Regions from separate parts of the Sus scrofa genome. Here all the other regions are linked to region 1. Evidence: chromatin contacts called from public Hi-C and HiChIP or PLAC-seq data. All regions are on one chromosome and are shown on one strand. Each heading gives the region's core, a stretch centred on a gene start, on an enhancer-like site or on the middle of the called end of the contact. The rest is flanking DNA. Distances are from core to core; before and after follow the strand shown. Region 1 has its middle 16 kb from the start of KLF6. Region 2 has its middle 330 kb from the start of KLF6. Region 3 has its middle 300 kb from the start of AKR1E2.

Region 1 (2,766 bases), core at 68-2,567:
TCAGAGGGGTGGTTCTGCCCATCTGTTAAGAGTAGCACCAGGAGTTCCCGTCATGGCTCAGCAGGTCAGGAACACAACAAGTGTCCATGAGGATGTGGGTTCGACCCCTGGCCTTGCTCAGTGGGCTAAGGGTCTGGTTATTGCTATGGCTGTGGCGTAGGCCAGCAGCTTCAGCTCCGATTTGATCCCTAGCCTGGAACGTCCATATGCCAGGGTGCAGCCCTAAAAAAATCACCCCCAAAGGAAAAACAAACAGCGGAAACAAGAAATAAGAGTAGCCCCATCCAGGGGCTATTGCTAGTGTTTCAGATTTGGGGTTCTGAACGGTATGCAGTCACGTTGCTCGCCTCTGGACCCTGAGCCCCCCCGGGCCCCGCCAGACAGACAAGCCAGAACTGGGCATCTTGGCAAACAACGAGCCTCTGTGTCTGTTGCGGTGGTTGTCCACACTGATGCTACTTGGGGGCCCGGTCTTCCTCGTCATCATCTACTTGGTGCTTCCTGGCTCCGAAAGGGCAGCCCCCGTCACGGCCGGGGCTTGTCCACGGTCTGGGTCCAAGTTGACCCAGTGACAGTCACCTTCAGAAGAAAAAAACAGAACAAACACACTAGAGCTTAAAAACACGGTTTCCCCTTCAGAACTGATTTTCAATCTTTTTGGGCAAAAAGAGACGTCTTACAACATTTTAATTTGTTTTTCTATGTGACATTGAGGAAATGAGATTCATGTAGTGACACGAATTACTGGGGGAAGACGGGGGTCAGGAAGAACATTCGCGTGTGAGTGTGTGTGTGTGTGTGTCCCATCCACTCCTCTATGCTCGGAATGAAATGGTTCTTGGAACCCCGGGTAGAGCCCCTCCCAGACGCACTGAAGGAAGTGCATGGCTCTGTGTGTCCCTAAGCACATTAGCAGATGTGCCTGTCCCGTCGTGGAGGGGCTGGCAGGGAGAGCTTTGGCTGCGGGTGTGGAACACACACTCGGCAGCACATGGTAAAACTTCCCTTCGTGTCACAAGGGGCAGAGCGTTTTGAGGGGCTCCTTTGGGCTTGTTCTGAGGGCCAGACGAGCTGGCAGCCGGGGAGGCTGGGGCAGGCTGGCTGCCGGGGTGATTCTACGTGGCCGTGGCCGTGCTCCGGGGATACCCGAGGAACTAGTCTTCACGCCGGGCCTGTAAGAACCAGCAGCTTTGTTGCACGCTGCAGGCTGTGAGCTTCCCAGGCGTGGTCAGCCGGCCCGGCAGGAAACACACTCACAGGCGAACAACCTTCGGCACCCACTCCCGACTTTCAGTTCTGAGGACAGTGAGTTCCCGGTACAAGGGAGTGGAAGCTGATGTCACCACAAAGCTATTGCCTTGCTTTGCAATCAGCAAGTGCGTTCAAAGTCCTCCAACGGGCGCGCACACACACACACACACACACACACACACACACACACACACACGCTGAAAAGCGTGTTTCCCAGTAGTCAGGGGCAACTTTTTATAAACAGATGTTCCGAAGGCCAAGTAAACAAAATACAAAAACATGCACGGTTCCGTTCAAGAATGCCGCCGGCAGTTACGTGTGCGCTGTGACCCTATTTTCGCTCACCGCTTTCCCGGAAGATGTTGTGAGGAATGAAATCCAAAATTAGCTCTAGGCCAAGAGTGAGTAATTTCAACAGGCACTCTGCAATGGCTTGTGCGCTTTGGAGCCATATATGGGTGAAAGTAACCATTTCAACAGGAAGCAGAAAAAAAAAATAAAAGGAAAACTTTTTGCACAAAACAGAAAAATTCTTAAACTTTCATCTGTGAAAGTGTTCAAATTCCCAAGGCGTGCGGAGTGAAACTCCAGGTAGTTTTTAAATTTGTTTTTATAAAATGTATTTGAAATGCTTCACTAACTTTCAGGGCAGAATCAGGAAACGTTGCTTCCATTAATTATTATTAAATGGTTGGCTAGCGTTTCACTTCTGTGTATGTTCTCTTTCTCATAACTAAAAACTAGTGAACATTTAATTGAATTTTGATGATAATCTTAATAGCATCATCGTACATTTACTCCTTAAAGCAATTTCATGTTTGCAAATTGCTTTTGCATTCCTTTTAGCTAGTTACATAACTTACTTGCTCAAAGAGTAAAATTAAATTCCCACTAATGGAACGGGGTTTTTGCTTTTTCAGTGTAAACACAAATGTGTCAAGCAATGTAAGGAAAATGGCTTGTTTCGATATGGATTCGCCCGTCCTTATTACTAAGTGTCTTTCGGTTTCTGTCAGACCTCAAGCTGCCTGCCTGGGCATCGGGGTGGGCATGGCAAAGGAGTTCTGAGAGAGGGCACTTCCTGGCAGGCCCTCCGTTGATTTCATCATCTAGACTCTCGCCCGCTGATCCCCGTGACAGCCAGGTCAGCATCAGGTCAGAGTCCAGAAGGGGTTCCTCTCTTGGTATTTGGAAGGACCTTGCAGGGGTCCCCCATATTTAATAATCACCTGGACGGACGCATCGATTTCCAAAGAGCATGCCACTGCGGAACAGCAGCCCAGGGGAGAAGCTCGATAAGTGCCCTCTTGACTGGGCACTGAAACTCTTAGTAAGAAACTCCTGGTGTCCAGAGCCGTAGAGGCACACTCCACTCTGGGTAAACTCTTAAAGAACGGCTACGCGTGAGAGTTATTATTATTATTATTATTATTATTAACCTTTTAAAGACATAAAACCCATCTCTCTGCAGGGCTCCTGTGCTTAGGCTCAGCCTCCAGGCGGCCAACCTCAGGG
Region 2 (2,700 bases), core at 197-2,696, 310 kb after region 1:
TCTTTCTGGGCCTTTTCACTTGGTCCTCTCTAAAAAAGCAGAACCAAATCGGCTTCAGATACAGATGATGCTGTGTTTAAACACGGCAGCTTACTTTTTCACCATCAAAATAAGCATCTTCCACAAATGGGTGGGGTTAAAGATTCAGAAACAACAGGACTGCATTTTTGTAATCAAACTCGTCGACCAGCTTGAATGGGACAAACTGTAGAAGCAGAAGTTGCCCACGAGTCCCTCGTAACCCCAGCATGGAGACGCCCGGATTCCGTAGGTTGTTCCTTGTCCTTGAGCCCGGGGTGTCTGGAGACAGTCATAAGGGAAGTCGACGTGCCACGACTAGGCAGCAAACCGTCAACCCACCCGTGGCTGACTCTTCCCTCAAACACGTACGGCAACATCTTGCCTAAGTGCACGCGTTTCATTTTCTGACCGAACACGCTTGCCCCCTGTGCGCTGAGGGGGGTTCATGCATAAAACCAGAGTCTATCCCATAGGCCTCACGAAGCCTCTCTACTGCAAGCTGGCAGCTGACCTTCTCGAAGTCATTAACTTTTCAAGGTCAAAGGCATCTCATTGACTTGGAAGCACCTTGGCCGTCAGAGACTGGTCCCTGACGGCCAAGGTCAACTGCGCTCCATCATTACAACTTTTCCTGGGCTATTATTTTCTGACCCTTGACCCGTGAGTCTGTGCGACTGTGATGGAAACGAACGCTGCGACCACTATCAGTGATTTATTTATACTGTCCTTGGGTCGAGGGAGAAATGATGATTTCCTGGTTAACCTTTGGATTTTTAAGTGTTAGATTTAAGTCTGATGTTTTTGTTGGCGCACTTGGGGCCTTGAGCTGGATGCCTTCTGTGGGTTTGTGCTGCATCCATGTGCGAGTCGGGGGCAGGGGTCTGCAGCTGGTGCCGGCCGTGTCCTGATGCCCGCGCCGGAGCTCAGGGTGAGCCTCGGAGGACGTGAGGGAGCTCACCTGTGCTTCCTTCGGGTGGGGGGCTCACTCTGCCCGAAGCAGGGAGGCCCGTGAGGGTCCCCAGGTGACCATCGGTGCCAGCGGTCGATCAGGGCAGGGCTAAAAGTTCTCACCACCAGGGAAAATGCATTTTTCCTTTTTCCCTCTTTTTAAAAATAACTATACGAGGTGAGGGGTGTCAGCAACACTTGTAATCATTTCACGATGTACGTGCTGAAGACTTTTGCTGCACACCTTGCGCGGAGCGTCGTGTATGTCAATTCCATACACAGAAAACAACGCAAACATATACGCACGATTTCTACCTTTAAAAACTCAGGGGAGAAGGACTGTTCATCGGGGCTGGTCCGCCCTTTCTCATTCCTGCCTACACGCGTCCCAGGTGTGCCAAACAGTGCTGTGCTCACACACTCCAGCCACGCCAGGGCCCCTGGGCCGCTCAGGACAGCCTCGCTGGTCTGGTGGCCATGAGGTCCTGTGCGGTCACTGCCCTCTGCCCAAGGCCACTGTCCGCTCGGTTGCTTCTGAAAGGACTCTGCATCTCGTGGCAAGACTGAAACAGTTTTAACTGTTTTGTTTGTTTCAGCCTTGATAACCCCGAAAGGACCGGCAGCAACGAGTTAATATCTACAAAAAGCCCTCAAGTTCACCTTTACTTGAATTTTCCACTTCAAATTGGTGTCAAAAAGCCCAAGTGGTCGCCCTCTCTCTGTGGGACTGTGATTTCTTATCCATTCTGCCCTGAAACATGATTTCGAGGCCACTGATAGTTAATCACGGGGCTGATGTAAGGATTATGTGGTTAATATTTGTAAAGATCTTGGAAGATAATGCTAAGCCTGCCTCAATTACTGTGCCTGGTTATCTTTATTATGTTTTCAATTTATACTTTGTCCTCTGCAGGTGTCTCCCAGAGATACGCACACCTGGATTTACAGGCAGTTCCTCATGCAGTTTTGCTGTCATCCCAATAGGAGACGTCATCTTTGGCTCGTGTTTGTTGGAAGTACTGAAAGGCAGCCTGAATTCCGTCTCTCTTTCACGAGGGCACCTTTCTAGGCTTGAAGAAGAGAGAAGCTCAGGCAAGTCAGGTGCTTTCCTGGGAGAATTTCTTTGGAAGGACGGGGCTTTAAGCGTTTCCCTAGTGACTCTATCTGACAAGTGAGTGAAACTTACTTCTCTCTTCTTCCCCTTGGCCTCCCCGCGTGCCTCAGTTAAAGCACGCTCCCCGTGGACGTGCAGGTGAAACCCTGCCTGTTCAGAAGCTTGCGCTTCAGTGGAACAAACAATCTTGAGCTCCTAGTGCAGTGAGGTCTCTAACATCACGGCATCAGGGTAATAAAAGAGTGTACGAAACAGGATTTTCCCATTCCAGAGGGGATGCAAGGGGTCGATTCTGGCGGAGAGGAGACACATAATGGCTCTACTTATCGCCACTTAGAAGGGGCTGTTTTAGTGCCGAGTGGCCAAAGAAGGGGACGAAGCCAGGTCAGAAATCACGCGGGAAGAGCGAACAGAGCTTGGGACTGCACATGTCTACGGCCCCTTTACTTGCTCGGGAGGGTCCCTGCGTGCCTACTTCGTCTCACGCACAATGCTAGGTCCTGAAAAAAAGGGAAATAAATCCCTAAAATGAAGGGGCCCACCTACTAGTCCCTGGGATGCATGTAGAAACCCAGTGGCCAAGCTGAAGGAAGAGGGGATTATACACAGACCGTGGC
Region 3 (2,839 bases), core at 275-2,774, 480 kb after region 1:
TTTCTAATCCTTTTCCCTATTCTAAGGGACCTGTGGGTCCCGAGTTTTCCCTAAATAGCTGAGCCAGCCTCAGGCAGGTTGCAAATGGAACACTGAAGCACCTGGGCCCAAGGTCAAGGTGGCCTGCCGGAATCTCTGATTCATTCCCCACCTGAACAGGCTGAGAACTCTTGTGTCCACTCCAGGTCTTGCCAGAGAATAAAGTAGAGGGCTCTTTCCAAGCATGCAGTGACATCCAAAAACGTTTGTGCGTTACTGTGGAACTGTGTGAAAAATCTCAATAAAGAATGAAAAATCTACATGCACTAAAGCTAGCATTCATTTGGAAAGAACATTCCAGAGCTGTCCTGTTTCTGACCCAGGTTATTGGGAAAGCTGTGCCTCCCCATGGAGGTAATCCTTCTTTGCCGTGTCCCCAGCCTCTCTAGTTGTGGCTTTGGTCATGAACTCAGAGACACTCCATTACTGCAGATCCCCTCAGCCTTTGAGGCAGAATTTACCACTTGTTGCGTTTTCCTCCTTTATAACCTGTAATTTTTCTGTTCTTCTATAACAAGAAAGTTGGGGTTGAGGATCTGTTTTCACATTTTGTGCCTAGCAAAGGATGATGAATGGCCAAGATATTTAAGTTCACCAAAGGGTTAATCAGCCAGTCAAGCCATACAGCATCTTGACTTTCTGTTTAATTCCTCACCAGATCAAATTGTTACAAAAAAGGCTCCAGCATGTGGTTTTCAAATCAGTAAACTCAGGAAAAAGTTAAAATATCCAAAAGTATTTGCAGTTATACACAGGAGATTCAACTGGCTACCAGAGTTCTAAAATGTTTAAATGGATATTTTTGGCCATCTGTGAATATAAATTACATACAAACATAGTCTTTATCATAGGGCGAAATATCATATTATGACTAGGAATACCGAACTAATCTGTTGCATTTATCTTATTTGGTATTTTGAAGTTGATGTTAATATGAATGTTGGAATATAAGAGTCCTTGTAATTGGATTACCAGACTGAGTATTAAAAAAGATGTGAAAAAATTACTTCCAGTTCTATTAGGTTCAGAAAGATTTATTGAGATCCTGAAATATCATACTTGCCAAAGGGGAGAGCTGTCTTCCAAACTCATCTTTCTTTTCTAAATTTGGTTGTCCAAAATCAGTGCATTTACTGCAATTAATAAAAATCTCTGGCATGGCGTAAGCGTGTTCCTAATGAAAGCTGCAAGCACTTTCCCCTGAAGACTTGGAATGACACTAAATTAATATGAGGGAGGAAAGGAAGAATTAATTAGTATTTGATAGCAGAGCACTGGATGTTGATTTATTAGGCAGGACCGGCATTAGCTGAGTTTACTTTATAAACCTCAAACCATCCCCTTTCCAGGTTCATTCTCATCGCCACCATAAATTGTCTGTATATTAACTGATAGTAATTTGTCAGAAACAAACATAAGGCACTCTTCGTCAGAGGTGACACAAGCGTGGATGTGTAAATTTCCTCTTATTCAAATGACCAGAGGCGTAGAACAGCCTTGGGGAAATTGCATCAGCATAGAAAATGAAGTGTGCTAACACAAGCAAATGAAAATAGAAGCAAAGCAGGGCTCATAATGTCATTGCCAGACATAGTGTTGGAGGCAGTAAACTTTCAGGAATAATGGTTACTATTTTCTCTTGGTAATCGCCACAATGCACACGAAAGGTGTGGGAGTTTGGGCTTGGGGTGTTTTTTTTGGGGGGGGTGTAACTAGATCTTATTTTTCCTATATTGCTGATTTTATAATTATGATTAATTAGAATGAGTGCTGACCTAAATAGGTTTTCTGTGTAACAGTCAACTACAATGGATTTTATGTGTAATAGTCTGGTACTTTAATGCCTTTTTTTTTTTTTTTTTTTTTTTTTTGAGGAATAGGTACTATTGTTTTTTATAGATGCAGAAGAAACGGGTGGTGAGTTAGACCATTGAAACACAGAAACCATGTACATCTTAGTAACTCACTACACTTTATAACACTTTAAAAATCTCTTTATAGGTACAGAAGAGTCGGTTTCATTAAACTATCACATAAATGCATACAGAAATTTAGTTTATTGTTATTAGTAGACTTTATTGGGTCAATAAAATTGGAAAATCTGAGGTAAACATAAATTGTTGTGCTAAAGAGTATGTAATAAGAATGTGGAGCAAACTATTTATAAATGCAGGGAGAATGTGGGACAATTTGAGGTCTAAAACTGTTAATGACAGTAATGAATTGTAGCTCATAAAATAAAACAAATATCCATGAGTCTCTCCTGATATAAATAATCAAAACAAATAAATGAGAGAGAAGAAAAGCTTTTCCTTACGGTATAACGCCAGCATATAAATAGAGAAGGAATGGTGAAAAGAGGAAATCACCATTTACAAACATTACAATCAAATTTATTTCAGGCAAGAATTATCATAGACGCTAAAATTAGTGGGCAAAAGTCTGAAGAGACACTGAGTGAGGAAAGTTAACATAACCAAAAGCCCCTCTAGCATTTAATATTATAAATGATGACTCCGATTAATTATTGGGTAGATGGAAAGTGAGAGCTGTAAAACATTGACAATTGGAACGCTGGATAAAAATACATTCAGTGTGGTCAAAGCCATGTTTTTAAAAAAACCTATACACTTAAAATTTAATGTAACTGAATAAGAATGAAGAAGGAATGAAATAAACATTCAGCTGAAGAAGTGAGAAATAATAAGTACAAATTTTAAAAAATGTATGAAGATGAATTACAGTATTAGTGAATTATAACTTAAAAGTTAGGACACAGAAACACAGCTGAGAATGGGTG

The links. A called contact is a pair of places that touch in the nucleus more often than the background predicts. HiChIP or PLAC-seq counts read pairs in DNA pulled down with a chosen protein or histone mark.
Region 2: a Hi-C map of liver shows a contact between it and region 1, with 1.8 times the contacts expected there. The contact joins two enhancer-like sites. A contact is called at or near these places in 2 of 47 Hi-C or Micro-C datasets (liver and skeletal muscle) and 1 of 2 datasets of contacts at active chromatin or transcription factors (alveolar macrophages).
Region 3: a contact with region 1 is called in an H3K27ac HiChIP or PLAC-seq map of alveolar macrophages. The contact joins two enhancer-like sites. A contact is called at or near these places in 2 of 2 datasets of contacts at active chromatin or transcription factors (alveolar macrophages and skeletal muscle).

The regions. Positions count from the first base shown.
Region 1 is chr10:66,470,797-66,473,562 of Sscrofa11.1, reverse strand. No RefSeq gene overlaps it. Among named protein-coding and RNA genes, the nearest start is that of KLF6, 16 kb to the left of the region's middle. Within about 2 kb of position 1,317, at least 53 of the 83 cell types and tissues checked have an H3K27ac peak or open chromatin away from gene starts, as enhancers often do. A contact at or near this core is called in alveolar macrophages and liver, where this site is marked.
Region 2 is chr10:66,160,152-66,162,851 of Sscrofa11.1, reverse strand. No RefSeq gene overlaps it. Among named protein-coding and RNA genes, the nearest start is that of KLF6, 330 kb to the left of the region's middle. Within about 2 kb of position 1,446, at least 3 of the 83 cell types and tissues checked have an H3K27ac peak or open chromatin away from gene starts, as enhancers often do. A contact at or near this core is called in liver, where this site is marked.
Region 3 is chr10:65,991,491-65,994,329 of Sscrofa11.1, reverse strand. No RefSeq gene overlaps it. Among named protein-coding and RNA genes, the nearest start is that of AKR1E2, 300 kb to the right of the region's middle. Within about 2 kb of position 1,524, at least 2 of the 83 cell types and tissues checked have an H3K27ac peak or open chromatin away from gene starts, as enhancers often do. A contact at or near this core is called in alveolar macrophages, where this site is marked.